2 separate regions of the Mus musculus genome follow, and region 2 is linked to region 1. A link is a contact called in public promoter capture Hi-C data. All regions are on one chromosome and are shown on one strand. The core of a region is the stretch at or near the end of the contact, and the rest is flanking DNA. Distances in the headings are between cores, read along the strand shown. Region 1 overlaps Frmd5 (FERM domain containing 5). Region 2 holds the start of Ctdspl2 (CTD (carboxy-terminal domain, RNA polymerase II, polypeptide A) small phosphatase like 2).

The links. Promoter capture Hi-C pulls out the DNA fragments that hold promoters and counts their contacts.
Region 2: a contact with region 1 is called in a promoter capture Hi-C map of the HPC-7 cell line. The contact joins the promoter of Ctdspl2 here to the enhancer-like site in region 1. A contact is called at or near these places in 19 of 39 promoter capture datasets (the 3T3-L1 cell line, 3T3-L1-derived adipocytes, the C10 cell line and 13 more), 3 of 484 Hi-C or Micro-C datasets (the G1E-ER4 cell line, the HL-1 cell line and cortical neurons), 19 of 115 datasets of contacts at active chromatin or transcription factors (the NIH/3T3 cell line, T-cell acute lymphoblastic leukemia, bone marrow-derived macrophages and 11 more) and 3 of 9 other capture datasets (adipose tissue, embryonic stem cells and pancreatic islet).

What each region holds. Positions count from the first base shown.
Region 1 is chr2:121,549,062-121,553,497 of GRCm38.p6, forward strand. It overlaps Frmd5 (FERM domain containing 5), which reads right to left. Exons shown (of 14, transcript NM_001360084.1): 13 at 4,277-4,383; 14 at 1-171. Among named protein-coding and RNA genes, the nearest start is that of Wdr76, 45 kb to the left of the region's middle. Within about 2 kb of position 2,975, at least 18 of the 459 cell types and tissues checked have an H3K27ac peak or open chromatin away from gene starts, as enhancers often do. A contact at or near this core is called in the HPC-7 cell line and adipose tissue, where this site is marked.
Region 2 is chr2:121,953,683-121,958,322 of GRCm38.p6, forward strand. Ctdspl2 (CTD (carboxy-terminal domain, RNA polymerase II, polypeptide A) small phosphatase like 2) reads left to right here and starts at 2,319. Exons shown (of 13, transcript NM_212450.4): 1 at 2,319-2,935. Mageb3 (melanoma antigen, family B, 3) reads right to left here and starts at 2,410. Exons shown (of 1, transcript NM_008545.2): 1 at 89-2,410. The coding sequence starts at 1,537. The coding sequence ends at 545.

The DNA of each region.
Region 1 (4,436 bases), core at 1,725-4,224:
CTACAGGGGTGGGCAGCACACTGTCTGCGGGGCTGTAGGCCTCATCCGCTATCACAGCGACACGTTCATTGCTGTCTGCCCGGCTGCTTCTCACGTGAGGCAGGAAGGTGTCCCCATGGGAAGAGGACCGCACTGGGGTGGAATGGGCACTGTCTCGTAGCGACTCAAGGCCTGGAAAGGCGAAAAGCACAGGAATTAGCTTTCCGGGTCACAACATTCTTTCCTATCCAGTGGCGTCAGCTCAGGTCCTTAGGTGGCTGCTTATGCTCCACGGTACAGCAGCAGTAGCTGTGGACTCCATATGCAGACATCAAGAACAGGGCAAAAGAAGTACCCAGTGGACATTTTAAAAAAATGTTTAAAGTTTTCATTTGTGTCTTTCAACAACTCCATAAAGTGGAGGGGGTGAATAGTTAGAAGTCATGTGGCTCAAGGCAGAACTGCGGATGGAATCCAAGCCTGTGACTCACAGTGGGGGTCTATGGGATGCAGGGCACATAAGTAAGTCTGCAGCCTGCACCTGCCTTGGGACTCAGGCACCCAAGGAACTTGGGATTAAGAGCCGTTGCCCCAGAACTCTGGATGCTTTGGCTTCTCTGTATTTCCTGATGCGGCCGCTGGCACGCATGACAGAAATACTTTCTGCGTCACTGATGAAACAGAACTCTTTAAGCCCTGTCTGTGGCCTGATCCTGGCACATGACACCCTCTAAAAGGCCTGTCCCCTCACATGGACATCTATGACAGCCAGATCTCCCAAGTATGACCAGCTTTGGTGCCAGCAGCCACTTCAGTACAAAATATCTTGGCTTGTGATTAATCCCTAAGCTGGCTGAGGAAGGAGAGTGAGGCTGACATCAGGACATCGAGTCAGAAGCTATGGCACCTACTAAGCTGTCCGTGAGCTCAGCAGACAGGAGGATGGGCAGACAGGCATTTCTAGTAGAATGCCTGACCACCACAGTTGTTCACCAAGCATGTTAATGTTCTGTCCTCTCAACAGAAGACTGCTTTAAGGTCATTCAATATCAGGCCAGTCCTGAACAAGAAAATGTAGCCAGCACCCCTCCCCATTTCTCCACCCTCTCCCTTTTCCCTCCCTCCCTCCATCTCAAAACCTTTTTATGGATCCATTTTTATCTCTTGTTGTATATGAAATGTATCTCATTCAAAATGTTATGTATCCTTAAATTATCCAGAAATATCACCATAAACCTTTAGTATTGATTATGGAGTAACATCCCACTTTAAACGGTTTGTCTTGTATTTTAAATCAAATACATGGCTTTTGGGGTTTTTTTTGTAAGTTATCATTTAGAAGATTAGGTTCCATTATGGCAATTCTGAACAATCTCTTGCTGCCCCTCCCCCACCCTGCTCCCCTGAACTGCCCCACCCCAGTACCCCTTTTTGTTGCCCTTCCCCCACCCTGCTCCCCTGCTCCCTGAACTGTCCCACCCCAGCACCCTTTTGTGCAATTTCATAGCACACTGTATTCTCTTTTCTCAAAATGGCTCATTTGTTTTTCAAAGGCGCCATCTCTTGAGTCCTGCTTTGGCTTTAACTCACTGAGTAGTCAAAGATGACACTGAACTCCAATCCCCCTGCCATCACCAAACGCTGGGAATACAGATGTATGCAACCAAGCTTTATCAAACTCAGAGCCTCGTGCATGTTACCCAAGCATTCTCCCAACTGAGCGACATTCCTAACCCCTCATCACCCCATGGTCTCCTTTCTGGTTTTAGGACCACTCTCACATATGTCAAGATTAAAAGGTAGTATCTGCATGGGAGAAAACACGTAGTATTTGTCTTGAGTCTGAGTTACCTCCCTTAATGGTGTCCAGATATGTCCATTTTCTACAAGTTTTCATATTTCAGAAGATTCATCTGCTATAGGAACCACCATTCACCCTGCCCCTCCTCAGACCCATTAGTCTCCGGGCGCTGGGGCAAAGTGGCACAGGTGTATTTACCTTTGAGGTGATCTAGCTGATGCCTCTGTCCAGAAGTGGCTCCCAGTGGGCCAGGGGGGACAGTTGTTAGGACCCTACACTGAAGCCGGGGTCCCATCCTCAGGATGCGGACGCTTAGGGTCCGAAGGCAGTGGTTAGTCAGCCGGAGCTGGACACGGACTCTGGTCTGAATCTTAATTAGACTCTTTCCCATGGCAGGCCAGGACGGCAGTTCCTTCTTCAAGGGACACCAGCCAGGCCCAGGAGGTACGGAGAGGAAATAGCCAGCTAGGTACAAAGAATCTCCACCCCCCAGGCCGTGGCAGCAGTGCCCTCCACCTGGACAGAGTGCTGACTCTCCAGAGCCTTATGTCAGGCTGAGCTGGAAGGAGGGAGAAGCGTGGAGAGCAGAGGCTATCCTTATCAGGGGACTGGAATAGGCCAGAAGTGCTTACATCCATAAAAAGCAATGCTTGCCAGCCTGCAGCTCATTCCCCGAGGCCCCGCGTGGCCCCGGCTCTCAGAGGGAAGGGGAAAGGCCGTGGACCAACTACAACTGTCCCAGAAAATAGGCTCTGAAGCCACAGGCAGGCTTTATCTAGGCCATGTGCACTGAAGTCACACAGGAACTGAGGAAGAAGTGGCTCCAGGGCTGGGAGTGAGCTGTGTCTGTCCATGTCCGACTGTCCTACAACCCACTTGGCTGAGCTCCACATTCTGTCCAGACACAGTGGGTAAAGGAAACTGACATTCCCCAGTGTCCTCTGGGCCTCCAAGACTGTTTTAAAAGTGTCCCTGTTTGTGGGGATTTTGTGCTTCATTCAAACTGTAATGCTGTGTTGTTGTTGTTTTTGTATTCCCCCCTCCCCCATTTTTAGAAAGCAAATGAAGCTTTTCTAGAAAAGTCAGAAGGCTTCTGTGATGTGCCTTCAAATGAGCTGACTTCACAGCCAAAAGCGTGTTCTTTGGGGTTTCGTTTGTGCCTTTTGAAGGCCCTGGTTCCATCCCTCATGGCTCCTCCCTACAGTCGGCTGTGCTCGTTAGCAGCACTTCACCACAGTTGCAAAAGGCCAGGCGGGAGGGCTTCTTCTTCTTCTTCTTCTTCTTCTTCTTCTTTTTTTTTTTTTTTTTTTTGGTTTTTTTCAAGACAGGGTTTCTCTGTAGCCCTGGCTGTCCTGGAACTCACTCTGTAGACCAGGCTGGCCTTGAACTCAGAAATCCTCCTGCCTCTGCCTCCCAAGTGCTGGGATTAAAGGCGTGCGCCATTACTGCCTAGCAGGGCTTCTCTTTAAAGTGCTGTACCTCACACTCAATCTCAGGATTTGGGAGGCTGAGGTGGGAGGGCTGCCTGTGCTACAGCGTGAAGCTTTGCCACCTCACCCTCACCCTCACCCTCACCCTCACCCTCACCAAAAGCAATGCATGTGCATTAGCATCCTTGTCAGTTGCCGAGCAGGCAGAGAGAGGCTCCTCTTTACAAATGAAGCAACCACCGGCCTTGGTGGTATCCGCCTATCCAGGTTTCTCCTTGGAGTTCTGTGTCAGCCATAAGTGAATAATACAAACCAGAGACCCTCCCACAGAATGATACTCATCCCTACCTGAGCAGTTCTGTGTGTGAGATGAGGTCTTGCTATGTACTTTATGCTGACCTTTAACTCCTGCCTCAGCTTCCTCTGCCTCCGAGTACTGATCGCCGCCACATCATTGCTAGGGACTAAACACTCCGCTGTGTCCCCACCTTTGTATAGAACCTCTACCTCCCACTGGGCTCTTACCCAAGAGACTGCTGTTATCTCTAAAGCAAATAGGATTTTTTCGAGTCTCTGGTCTGAGTGAGATTGTCTCCCAGAGTCTTGGGTGTTTGAGCACTTGGTGCCCAGTTGGCAGTGCTGAGGTGGTTTAGGATCTGGAGGAAGCACACCACTTGGGCTTCACTTCACTTCAGGCTCTCTCTCTACCGTGTGCTTGTTTGAAGATGCTAGCGCCCAGCTCTGTTCCACTGCTAAGCCAGCTAAGGCTGCCCTGCCTCTCCGCCGTGATATGCTTTGTGTTTTCAAGACAGGGTTTCTCTGTAACTCTGGCTGTCCTGGAACTCACTCGGTAGACGAGGCTGGCCTCGAACTCAGAGATCAGCCTGCCTCAGCCTCCTGGGATTAAAGGCCTGTGCCTGGCTCAAAATAAACTTTCCTACATACATTGTCTTGGTCCTGGAATTGTATCACAGCAGCAGAAAGTAACTAATACAGCCCCTGGGGAGGAACTTAGCCTCCTTACAGTGCTCAGACACCGGCGTCATTTCCAGGAGCGCACACTCACCTTCCATGATAGAGATGTGCACAGCTCTTCTTCGTGTCCTGGGGACGCTGCTCAGTCGTGGGCCATGGGTTATAGAAGGACAGCTGCGGCTAGGGACCATCCCTGCTCTGAGATGAAACGGAGAGAGAACCACTTAGTGCACAGAGAGGGGTGCCTAGAT
Region 2 (4,640 bases), core at 1,069-3,568, 400 kb after region 1:
GAGTGTCAACTGGGAACGCAGTGGCTATTTTTCCTAATTCAGTTATATCCTTTTAAAAACGGCACGTTTTCAATCAGCATTTTTTTTTGAGTAAAGTCATCAAATCCAACTTTATTTCACTTAGCATTATACAAAAAAGAAAAAAGTATACAGCAATCACACTCATAAAATTTTCAAAACTAACAATATAAACTTTCCCACTTCACTGTTGTTTCACCACTGTATGATATCACATTGCCATGACAATCCCTTCTCCAATGCAATGTTACACAATGTTTTAGTAAAAACTAATGTTTTCCAGTTTGTTGCAAATAACAAAACAAGTCCTAACCTGACAAGTGACAGTTACTTCTGTATGCAGTTAACAAAAAGCATGGCACAAAGCACTGTTTAGTTAAACAAACATTAGAAAAGTAACAAAAATAGCCTCCATTCTACTAATGTATAACAGGCCAAGAATGGATGCATGCTGGTTCTGGTAGGCTATGAACTCTCTACTGATTAGGACCCTGACTGTTTTTCAAACACAACAGAACAGACTCAACTACACATTAGAGGACTTTTGGGATGGGGCCTTGGAATGAACACCCTTGCCTTGAACTCTACTTCTTGGCACCCCTCCTGCCTGATCTCTAAGAGCCAACTGGTAGAGATTAGGGAAGGCACTAGGGACTGTGCCATTGACTTTAGCTAAAACTTTCAGGACTTTCATCTTGGTTGTTTCAGCATGGGCTCTGGGTCCCCACAGGAACTCATAGCTTGGGGGATCACTGCCAGGTACCTGGCGGTACTCCAGGTAATTTTCCTGCACTACATCTCTTATAAACTCCTCAGGCTCGCCAAAGATCAAGTGCTTCTTCCCAGCATATACCCCCACTCCATGCAGAAATTGCCAGACCTCTTGCTCAGTGGCACGGTTACCCTTCATGAAGATCACACCTAGGACAGACATTAGGAGACCTGTCCTAGGCAACCCCCAGTTACTACTCAAACTTCCCTCAGTGGAAAGACCCAGTTTGCCCACCAGCAAATAGGAATGAGTGCTGGGATCAATTTCCTTCAACTCAAGACCAAAGACCAATTCTAGGCGTGCAGAAGTTCTCCTGAGGATCTCAGGGAATTGCTCCTTATACTTCTTGTTAACTACTGCCAGCATTTCACTTCTTGTAACTGCTTCTTTCATCTTAAATTTATCTAGCAGGAATTCTATCAGCACACTAGCCTTCCTCATGATAGGATCTTTCAGTGTGTGCTGAATGGAAGTCCCTGCCTGGGTGCCATCTGAACTTTTTGTATCAGGCAGGACAGTAGCATTTCTACCACCTATACCAGAGCCTGTGCAGGATACACCTGCACCAAAAGATCCAGGGTTTTTCACACCCTGAGGAGCAGAACCACCAGGGAAGCTGGACCCAGCACTCAGGTCAACAGGAGAAGACCCTGCTTCCTCTGCAGTGGGCTGAACTACTTGAACCTCCCTGCGTGACTGCTGTCGTTTAGCACGGGAGCGGCTCTTACTCTTTTGACCCCTAGGCATGTTGACTGTGCTCAGGACTGAAGTAGAAGAGCTGACAGGCAGGAATCAGGACTTCCGAACTCGTGGATCAAGCTCTTTTCTGCAAACCCTAGGATTGTTCTCTTCAGACTGGCGTCCAAGCCTCTCCTGTCTCAATCAGCATTTCTTATAGAATAATGAGATCAGCTTGGAATTTCAGTCAAAAGTGCTATCTAGACCAGTGTTTCTCAACTTGTGGGTTGCAACCCTTAAGAGGTCAAACCACAGGTTGAATAAGATCATGGGAAAACATATTTGCATTCCGATTCATGACACTAGCAAAATTACAGCCATGAAGTAACAACAAAGATAATTTTATGGTTGGTGGGGTCATCATACATGAGGAACTCTATTAAAAGCGTTTCAGCATCAAGAAGATTAAGAATCATCCAGATTCTAGATGGAGCCCACAGTCGTGTGTGAAAACCCATTTGAAAGACTCGAGTTTTAAGCGTACAGGATCACTGCCCACATCGCGAGGAAGGGAAGGGTTAAGAGTCTCCTTCATAGGTCCAAGGGCAACAGGGGCTCCCGCTAGCAAAGTGACCTAGGAAGAGAACCTCGGGGACACTCCGCGAACCTCCGAAAGCACCGGGACCAGGCTGGGTCTGGCCATCGGGAGCGCAAGGCACTGGCTCCCGCTCCAGCGCGCCAAGCCGTTAGCACCGCCCCTTCCCGCCGGCTCCACCCACCGCCGCCTAGTCGCTAACCCTGGCCGCTGGGTGCGCGGCGCGTTCTTAAACCCCGCCTCCCAGGCCAGGGCGCGCTCTCCTTGTCGCCCGGCTCTAGGCGGTTCCGTTAGCGGCGGGAGGGAAAACCGCCCCCGGCGTCCCCGCCTCCGCTGCTAACGCTTTCCTCCCTACTCCCCCTGCGACCACCCCGCAGCCCGCTACGGAGGCCCCCGAAGTACAAACGTCCCCCACGCTCCGAGCCCCATCGGAGGCTGAGTCCAGTCTAACTCCTCGGGCCCTAAGCTCATTTTTTTTTCATTGTTTTTTGTTGTTGTTGTTTCTTGTTTTTCTTTTGGTCAGGAATTCGCTCTGGTGAGTTCCCTAAGGCGGCAGAAACTTCAGCCTCTTCACGGTAGTAAAAGTTGGTTTCCCCTCCCCCGCTGCCGCCCAGGCCTCCCGCATTCCTTCCCTCCCGCCTCTCCGGATCGGGGCGGGCGGGGGAGGAGGGAGCCAGAGCGCCTGCGCAGGGAGGCCGCTTTCCATCCGGGTCCCTGTCCGTGCGGTGCAGCAGGTCGGTAGGCGGGAAATGGCGACTGGCTGAAGGAGCTGGTTCTGTTGCTGCTGAGGGATAAGCGGGAAAGACACCACCTATTGCGCAGTCGGGACCATCGCCGGAGCCCGAAGACACTTTTCTGTCGTCACAGTGAAGGTAATTCCCTTGGTCCAGACGCTGCCGTTGCTCCGAAGCTCAGTCCTCTCTCAGGGCCGTCTGCCGGGATCTCCTCCCCTTCTCTAGCCGAGCCCTCAGCGGTTCCAGCAACGTCCGTAGGCATGCACTGTTGGCGCCTTGTACGTCCACTGTCGTGGAAGCTGCTCTGGCTTGGACTTTCCCCAGGGAACGGCCAGGGAGCTCACTTCCCGCCAGCTTCAGCTCTTAGGCTGCGGCCTGTGTTGTGATTTCTGGGGTTAGATTTCACTTTGCTACCCACCCCCAACCCCATCTCACGTTCCCAGTCTCTGACCCCGTGGACCCGATAGCTAATTAAGTTAGATTGCCTTTTCGAACCTTCTTGTGGGCCCACGTAATGTTTTTGGTATTTCATTCTTGTAGGGTGCATTAGGGGGGCGTTGCTCTCTCTACTTGAGCTCTTACAGACATCCTTTGAGAATCTGGAAAGAGGTTCTTGGAGCTTCTGTCGTTTTCTGTACTGCTAAAATGTTGAGTTGACATTACTACTTTTTAAAGTCAAGTGTGGTAGTAAAAACCAGCGTGTGTAGGAGGCCTCTGATTTCCGTAGTGGTTAGTTAAGGGTGAATCTTAATTCTATTTAGCATGTTGTTTACGTTGGGTAAGTCCGTATGAGTTTACCTTTGCGTTCTTGACCAGGATTCTGTGATAAATAATTGCATAAATAAATAGTGTTTATTTACTTCTCGCCCTAGTGGTAGCTGGATGTGTGAATGACGTTAGGCACTCTCAGAGTACCTCGGAGAAACCTACTGAGATACTGCCAGGAAACTACCCTAAGCTCCTGACATGAGTATTCTTAGATGCTACTCCAAGGCAAGGCAGGGAGTGTTATCTTTCTCATGCTACTAAGACAATACCAAGATTACGGTTACATCCATATACAAATTAGTGCCTTGAAATGATAGGCTTATCTACATGTTTTAGATTGTAGATTGCCTGTTACTTTGATTCATGAAATGCCAAGCTACACATTTGTGTTTGTGGTCCAGCAATTATCTCTATAAAAGCAGTGACATGGCATGTGGAAGCTAGTTTTTACTGGCTTTTGTTTTGATTTTTCTTTTTTTAATAGAGTTTCTCAATTTTTTTTCAATGGTTTGGTCATGTCGAGTTTGGGGCATTATAGGTGTTTTCTCCCCTGGAATAAAACGGAAGATTAAAACATGGCTTATATTACATATTAGTTAATGTTTCTCACTCAGTAGCCTTCTGCTTCATAGGTGCAGCCTAAAGTACTTCACTTGCTGTTCACATGTTAGGATTAAATTTCAGTAATAAGCAGGCACATGCAAACATTATAGTTTTTATTTGAAAGACTTAGCCCAAGGTCATAAAGAAAGTCAAGGTAAACATAGCTCTTATATGAAGTAGATTTAGGAGTGACCTGGGCCTCACTGCTCTTTCCTCACTGCTGCTTGATTTCGGGGTTTGGGGAGTGAAAGTTTAGACAGCCTGAGTCCTTGTTGAGTCATTTCATTTTAAAATGGGACCAATTATGTTACTCAGAAGAATTGGGATAAATTATGTCTGGTGCAGGCTTTCTCTGTGTTTTAACAATGTTTTAGGGGTAGGTTTTTTGATAAAATTTAGTTTATAGGTAGCAGAATCAGTATTGTACTACATTCAACTAGACCCTATATTCTTTTTTTGTTTAATTTTTGTT